Linked DNA regions of Anser cygnoides: region 2 is linked to region 1. The links are chromatin contacts, called in public Hi-C maps. All regions are on one chromosome and are shown on one strand. Each heading gives the region's core, a stretch centred on a gene start, on an enhancer-like site or on the middle of the called end of the contact. The rest is flanking DNA. Distances are from core to core; before and after follow the strand shown.

Region 1 (3,872 bases), core at 382-2,881:
GTGAGCTGCTCTGCTTGAAAGACCAGGAAGGTGATGAATTTGGGCGGGCTTATCTACAAGACCCTAGAAGGCTGCCTCACGGCAAATTTCAAGACTATTTCCAGGGGCACATAAAAATAACAATTAAAAAGGCCAGCAAGCCCAACTACAACCAAAGCAATGCTCTTCTCCTCTTGTCTTCATCCTTGGAGGAGCCAAAGGACTTTAATTTTTCAGAAAATGTCCAGCACATGATGAGATAGCAAGCTGCAGCCTAATTCATTAAAGTGTGGCAAGTGTCTGGAAAGGGGACGCCCACGGGGGAGCATCCCAGCGCCCTGGTTGTGCTGGTGGCCCTGGCTGGGAGTGGTCAGTAAGTTGGGGAACTCTTAAGAGGTGCCCTGCTTACGGGACCCAAGGGATGGTAGTGGGTTGTGACTGAGGGACCGTCTTTAAACTGAGTTTTCATCTCCCACAGCAGCGGTTTGAAACAGAGCGAGCCAACTTCTGCAACTTGACCGTCGGGGCCTCGTGGACTTTGGGAAGACGCGCATCGTACGGACCACTGCATCCCATTCATACTGCTTTTATTTAAGGAACCGTGCCTGCCTGGGCAGCCGCTGGGTTAATCCGGGGAAAATCCCTCACCGGTGGGCAGCCCTGAGCGGGCACCGGCCGTGGGGGCAGCACCCGGGGGGTCACCGCACCGGGGGGGGGGGAACCGCACCGGGGGGGGCACCGCACCGCTCCGCGGCAACTCGGCCAACTTTGGGCCGGCCGTGCCGTGCCGTGCCGTGCCGTGCCGTGCCGGCTCACGCGGGGGCTTGCAGCGGGGCCCAGCCGCTCCGCACCCCGCCCCGCACCCCGCGGAGCTCGGCCACGCGTGTCCGCGGCGCCGCGCGTGGGGCGCGCGGGTGCGCGGCGGGGGGGGGCGCGGCTCCTCTCCGCGCCGGGCCAGAACCGTCTTTTTGACGCAGGAGAAATGGCAAATTTTAAGTACGTCATTAATATGGCGCCAAAAGGCTTTTTTTTTTTTTTTTTTTTTTTTTTTTTTTAAGTATAAGCCGATTTTTTTTTAAGGTTGCAGCAGCGGCCCCGTGTACGCCTGTGCACAGCCGGGAGAGGGGGAGTGGAGCTTGGGGAAAGGGGGGGGGGGGGGGAAGAGGAGGTAAAAGAGTGCGGGGGGGGGGGGGGAAGGTTGCGGGGCCGGGCCGAGCCGAGCCGAGCCGTGCCGGCGGGACGCGTGCGGGGCTCCGGGCAGCGCCATGGGGCCCCCGCGGCCGGCGGGGGGGTGAGGAGCGGCGCGGCCCGGCCCGGGATGGGACCGGCGCTGCCCGCACCTGGAGCCGGAGCCGGGGGGAATTGAGGGGTGGGGGGGGTCGGGGGTGGGCAGGGGAAGGGGGGCTGGGGGGGGGGGGGCGCCGCCACCACCACCAGCACCAGCAGCACCACCACCGGCAGCAGCAGCCCCGCTGCTCCTCTCCGTGCCCGGCTCCCAAAGTCGCTTCCCCGCCCGCCGGAGCGCGGAGCTCCCGAGGAAGTGCGGGGCGAGAAAAAGAAACAGAAAGGGGCGGGCAGGGCCCGGCGGCGGGGCGGCCATCGCGGCGGCGGCGGCGGGGCCGGGGGTTGGGGGGGGGGGTGGGTGTGTGTGTGTGTGCGGGGAGGGGGGGGCCGCCCGCTCCCGAGGAGGGGCCCGGACGGCGCGGCCCCGCCGATGGCAGCGGCGTGAGGCGGCCGCGGGGCTCCCCCGGCCCGGGCTGCGGGAACGGCCCCGGGAACGGCCCCGGCCCCGGCCGCCGCCCCCGCCCCTCCCCGCCCGCAGCCCCGGAGCCCGGCGCGCCCGGCGGAGGAGGCGCCGCCGGCAAAGGTAAGGGGGGACTGCGGGGGGGGGGGGGGGGGGGGCGCGCTTCTTCTCCCCCCCCCTCCCCTTTTTATTTATTTATTTATTTTTTTAATTTTTATTTTTTTTTTATTATTTTCCCTCCCTCCCCTCTCCCCCTCCTTCCCCCCCCCTCCCCCGGGGGCGCGTTGCGCACGCCGGTCCCTGCCCGGTACGGGGGGGGGGGTGTGTGGGTGTGGGTGTGGGGGGGGGGAGCGGGACGGAGGGGGGGGTTGGGGGGGGGGGGGGCCGCGCACACAACTTTTGCAGCCGCTCGCCCCGCTCCGCTCCCCGAATTAATGACTGCGGCACTGCCTGCCCCGCGCCGTGCCCGCGCACCGCGGCTCCGGGAGGGCGCTGCGCGGCCCCGACCAGGCACCCCCCCCCTGCCCCCCCCCCCCCCCCCCCCAACATCCCGGGTCCCCCCCCCCCCCCCCGCCCCTTTCATCCCCGGGGGGGCGCCGGGGGCGGGCGCGGCGGCGGCGGGGGCCGTGCCCGGTGGGGCCGGGGCCCGGGGGCGTGGCGGGGCCGGCTCCATCCCGCCCGGGGCCCGGGGCCGCCCCGCTGCAGCCCCGGAGCCTTCCCCACCTGCCTCCGGCCCGCCGAGCCGTGCTGTGCCGTGCCGAGCCGTGCCGTGCTGTGCTGTGCCGTGCTGAACCGTGCCGAGCCGTGCCGTGCCATGCCGAGCCGTGCCATGCTGTGCTTTACCGTGCCGAGCCGTGCCCCCATCCCCGCTCGCTGCGACGTGGAAGTTGGGCAGCGATGCCAAGGCGGGGGAGCCGCCGGGGTGCCCGGCTCGGGGGCAGCGGGTGCGCGTACCGGGGGCAGCCGGCATCCCCGAGCATCCCCGAGCATCCCCGAGCATCCCGAGGAGGGCAGGAGGCATTTCGACATCCCCCCCCAGCTTCGCCCGGCGCTGTTTCCCTCCTCTGGTTCTGTGCCCGGCCCCTCCTGCCGCTGGGACGGTTTCGGAAGAGGGGATTCTGCCCCGGAAAAATCCGTGATCTCAGCCTTCCTCCCAGGGGTGAAGCCGGGCTCTTAGGAATGGGGTTTGACCTTTAAGCGTTTATTGGCTACCGAGGTTAAAATAAGCTTGAGATAGGAGTAAAAATAGCTCGCCGAAAGGTTAAATCAAAGGTTAAATTTGTTTTTCCTAGGAAAATTGAGGCTGATCGCTAAAAACGAAGGCTCGCAGCAAAGAATTGGAAGGGGACGTGCTAGATTTCTAGGCGGGGAGATGAAATTCAGTTGGAGTATCGGTGGCTGCTGGTAGTGGTTGACACCAAGTCCCGAAAGTCGGTGGACAGGTGATCCTCGAACTGAGGCGTTTTACTAAGGACAGGTCTTTGGCTTCCTCCGGGTGTCTCCTGCGAAGCTGCGAGTGGCCGTGGCTCCTGTTGATGCTGCTCCGGGCTGTGGGTGCCCCGAGACCAGCAGGAGGGGGCTCCGGCTGCGCGCCGTGCCCCACGCGGTCCTGCACGAAGGCAGGGGTGGCCCTGGGTGCCCGCGGTAACCTTCCCGGTTACCTGCGATACGTCCGGGCTTGCTGCAGAAAGGATGGGTAATTAGAGGGTAACAAGGCAGAAAAGGAAAGTTATAAATGCGAGCAATAAAGAAAAGAAGAAAGAAAAAAAAAATAATCCCCTGCTAGATTTGGAAAAAGGCAAAGCACAGGAAGTAAACGAGGGCTTGTTTTGTTTTAAATTTAAATGAGGTTAAATTGTGCCCCCAGGAGCCAAGACAGCCAACGGAGCTGGCAGCTGGGGAGGAGCGGCCCCGCTCCACCTGGGCTGCGTGGGGCGGCGGGCACAGGGGCATTGCTTACGGGGGCAGCTGTGGGGGGCGACCCCCAGGGGCACCCCAGTTGCCTCCCACCCCGCCGGGCTGCCCCGACGCGAACGCTGCCGTGAGCGCCCGTCTTCTGCCCGCCGGGGTCGTGGCTTTGCGCATCTGCGCTCCCCGGGCGGTTACCCAGGGAGGTTAAGGAAAGAGCAGCGCCGCTTTCCCCCGAGAC
Region 2 (3,872 bases), core at 909-3,408, 58 kb after region 1:
GAGCCCCTCAAACAGGGCCCGAGAAAACTGGGCGCTTGGGGTATTTGTGTGCATCCCCGTACAGACTGCTGTGCTGAGCTGTCCCGTATGGCTCTCACCTGTCCAGGGTGGATTTTGGCTGATGGCAGCCCCCAGCATCTCTCCAGGCAACATCTGAAAATGAGCCGAGGGCTGAGGTTAGCTCTGCAGATATGCTCATGCCTCCGCAGCGTCCCGAGAGCGCCCTGCCTGCACCGAGCCGTGGTGCGTCGGGGTACGGCCCCTGGCCGTGCCAGAACCACAAGCTTTACCACGTCTCTCATTTTCCAGAGCTGCCTTCAGGCTTCGCAGGGTTATTCCCCATCAGCGTTCAGCCTCTGCCCAGCACCTCCCTGGAAGATCTGTTCGCTTGCTCTTCTTCCAAGGGGGGGATCCATACAGGCTGGCCAGGTGGAAGCCCGGTGCTGCGAAGGGGGACCCCTTTCTGTCCCATTCCCACTCACACACCCCAGGTCTCCGCCTTGCAGCCCATCCCAGCTGCCCTGCCTTGCCTACGTGGGTGGCTTGGCACCAAGCAGGGCTCGGAGAGCAGCGTCCTGCGTGGGCAGCCCTCCGACAGCATCCCCGCAGCCGTGGGCTGGGGCATCACGGTGCTGGTTTCGTGTTTTCAGCAACGAATGTGGCAGAAACAGTTGCGCTGTCAGGGCTGATGATGGTGTCTCCATCCGAGAGCTGGGTAAGCAGAATCAGCAGGACAGGTAGCTCGGAGGCAGGCGGGGCGATTGCATTGCCCTCTGCCATCCCTTATCCACCCCTTACCCCCAAAGTCAGCAAATGAAGTCTGTAGGAACTCCCGGTCCCCTGGGAATCCTAACGTAGTCCCTCTGACTTATCTCTTTGGCCCTCTTTGATTCCTCTGTATTTTTTTAAAGCTTTTTCCAGTAGCTGGTTGTTTAAATTAGCTGTACCAAAAAGCTATATGGTTTCCAGGCTTTCCTACCAGCATCTCAGCTTGGCTTGGGGAAGCAGCGCGGGGCGGTGTTTAGCTGTCTAAGTGTGTGTAAATACCAGCAGTCTCTAAGCAGAGCACAAGCGATGTTTTCTTCCAGGAATATAAAATCACAGAGAAGAGATACCGCCAAACGCTTTGATATACCGGTTGCCAGAGGCAGTTGTTTTCCTCATAAAGAAATTTTAGTTGGATGTTTTCTTCCATCCAGAACAAAAAAAAAAAAAAAGAAGAAGAGAACGTAGTAAAATATACAGCATGTAGCTCGCTTCTCGGTATTTACAGCTAGGGGGTTGGGGAAAAAAACAAACAAAACAAAACGACAAAAGAGCTTTTCTCTCACTGCGTGTGTGTGAGTGCTCCTGAGTCGTCCCCGGGTGCTGGGATGCTGCAGCCCGCAGCTCGCCCCAGCGGGCCTGCGGGAAGGCAGCCTGCGCCCCGGCCTGTGGAGGAGCCAGTGCTGGGGACGGGCACCCCGGCGTACCTGGTGCTTCCCTCTTCCATGGGGCCAGGAAGCCAAGTAAATGCTCACCAGAGCTTCCAGCAGCATCTTTATCTCGAGGCCAAAACCAACTGGTTCCTCTAAAAGCTCTGTGTTACAGCGCTCCTCCGCGGCACCCCCGCCTCTGAGATTTTCAGAGTCCCGCAGAGGATCTTAGGCCTTCGTTAGGCCTGTGAACAATTAACGGGGGATTACAGCCGTCTGTGCGTCCGTGCCGTTGCCGTACCCACGTACGATTCCTGGGTGAGGGACCTGGGCTTCTCCTGGCTCTGCTCCCTTCGTGCGCTGACCTTTAGCAAAGCCCGGCTCGAAGGATGCGCTGCCGCAGACGCTGGGAGCCAGTCGCGGCTGCTCGGAGCAGAGTGCCGCACACACGGCCCTGTTTGCCAGCCTCCGTGCCGATATCTGGGCTGAGTTGGTGCCCCTGAAAGCACAGATGCTGACGTGCAGATCCTGCTGGTGAGTTCAGGCCTGTGAAGGAGAGGTTAACGATTAACTTGCTCGTTGTTTGCGGTCAGAAGAAGGTAGGAGAGAGTGACAGCCCCGACGTGCGACAGGCTGGGCGCCGTGCAGCAGAGGGGCAGGCGTCCTGCTCGGCGCAGTGACGGTGCTGAGCACCCCATGCACGCGGGGCTTGTAATGCCACCCCAGAGATGGGTGCAGGTCGTGTTCCCCAGGGAGGCTGCTCCAGCTTGAGGGGTGGTGCCCCCAGACCTCCTCCTCGCCCCAAAACACTGGCAGGATGTGCGGGGCTCTGCAGAGAGATGTGCTGCCACAGCTGCTTTGCTTTCTGCCCCCTCCCAAAGCCCTGCCGTAACCGAGGAGCCCCGGTAGGAGTTGGTGGTGCGGCCCGGGCGAGGCCGAGATGAGAGGATGGAAACCCCGGGAGCAGAAGCAGCCGCACAGCTTCAGGGGACCTCCTTCGAGCCCTGCCTAAATGAACGCTGTTTCTTGTGTTTCTGTAGGTTAGAAATCTCTGTTACATGGTGACGAGACGGGAGAAAATGAAACACACCATTTGTAAACTCCAGGAGCAGATCTTCCATCTCCAGATGAAGCTTATTGAGAAAGATCTTTACCCAGGTCAGTACCGCTTGCAAGAGCTTGTTCTCACCGATGCTGTGAGAGCCCTCCTCCGACACCCAAACCTCAGTCCCCCACCCAAAGGAACCCAGAGCCGCCCCTGCCCTGCTGGGCTGCAGCAGCACGGTTCGTGTGTCAGCTCCTGAAACGTGGACAGTTCTGCTCAGAAGCACACAATAAAGCCGTGCCCTGGGTGAGCGGAGTGCCGGAGGTCCGTGCTTTCACGCACCCCTCCCGATCCCCCTCTCCGCGGGCAGCACTCGGAGGAATCGTGTGGCTAGGTGCTGATGCTGACACAGCAGCCCGGGGGATGTCGTGGGGGTGCTGCCGAGGAGAGCTTTGTTCTGCCTCCTCCTTTTTGAAGTTAAGCTGCTGACGGGATGGCTTTTACCTCCTTTAACCCTGGTGGCCTGTAGTTCTTTCTCCCTGCTCCACGCACTGGTCAGCGGGGTGCGTCACACAAACTTCATGCAGAGCCTCTGGCACCTTTTTTTAAGGAACTGAAATAAAGTTGCTTTCCTTCTGTCCCTTTTTTTTTTTTTTTTCGCTTTAACGAGCAGTGCCCAAGCCCACAGCTCCTCATCCCTCCTCCTTTTTTCAGTGGCAGCGCAGGACCCAAGCACCGTGGCTGCAGAACAGTTTTTCCAGAAGCAGCATCTGGCGCTTTGGCAGACTCTGCCGACGCTTGTTGTGTTTGTGGCTTTGGAGTTGCATTTGAAGCCATCACATGTTTGGGGTTTCTTCAGGAACTGTCTGGGCTGAGCTTTCCTTTACAAAAGTTTCCTTTGACTAAAGTCCTGGAGGCCGAGACGTGTGCGTGTTGAGACGTGTGGGGCTTGGATCCTGTGCAGATCCCTCTCCGTGGCCGGAGCTGGGCGGCATGGGGGCCTGAGGCACGCTGCGAGGAGCCAAAATCCCCCGGGGCCGCTGGGTCCCTGCACACCCACCAGCTCCCACACTGAATCTACATCACGGGCACGGCCTGGGAATAAGGAAAATTGCGTTCCTGGCTTTTGTCACTAACTGGAGACCCCGCATTGTGTGTCCTGAAAGCCTCTTCCACGGGTGGATTAAAGACAGCCACAAACTTAGATCCTGATGGCGGGTGCCATTTGCCCCTGCCACCAGGCCCTGTGGCTCTGGCTCAGCTTTCACCTAAAGGGCTGCTTTATTTATTTGGGGCTGCACCCCGGTTTGTGTTGGTGGCTCTCAGAAGGAGGCACCCGGTGGCTTTCCAGGAGGGCTCCTGGCAGGGTGGGGGCTCGCTGCCTGGCGAAGCTCTGGGATGCCGTGGGACCC

What was found. Hi-C and Micro-C count contacts between places; a contact is called where the count stands out from the background.
Region 2: a contact with region 1 is called in a Hi-C map of liver, with 1.8 times the contacts expected there. The contact joins the enhancer-like site here to the promoter of JADE2 in region 1. A contact is called at or near these places in 2 of 7 Hi-C or Micro-C datasets (both in liver).

The regions. Positions count from the first base shown.
Region 1 is chr14:3,128,729-3,132,600 of Taihu_goose_T2T_genome, forward strand. It overlaps JADE2 (jade family PHD finger 2), which reads left to right and starts at 1,632. Exons shown (of 12, transcript XM_067005584.1): 1 at 1,632-1,846.
Region 2 is chr14:3,185,778-3,189,649 of Taihu_goose_T2T_genome, forward strand. It overlaps JADE2 (jade family PHD finger 2), which reads left to right. Exons shown (of 12, transcript XM_067005584.1): 10 at 2,456-2,573. Among named protein-coding and RNA genes, the nearest start is that of SAR1B, 45 kb to the right of the region's middle. Within about 2 kb of position 2,159, at least 2 of the 3 cell types and tissues checked have open chromatin away from gene starts, as enhancers often do. A contact at or near this core is called in liver, where this site is marked.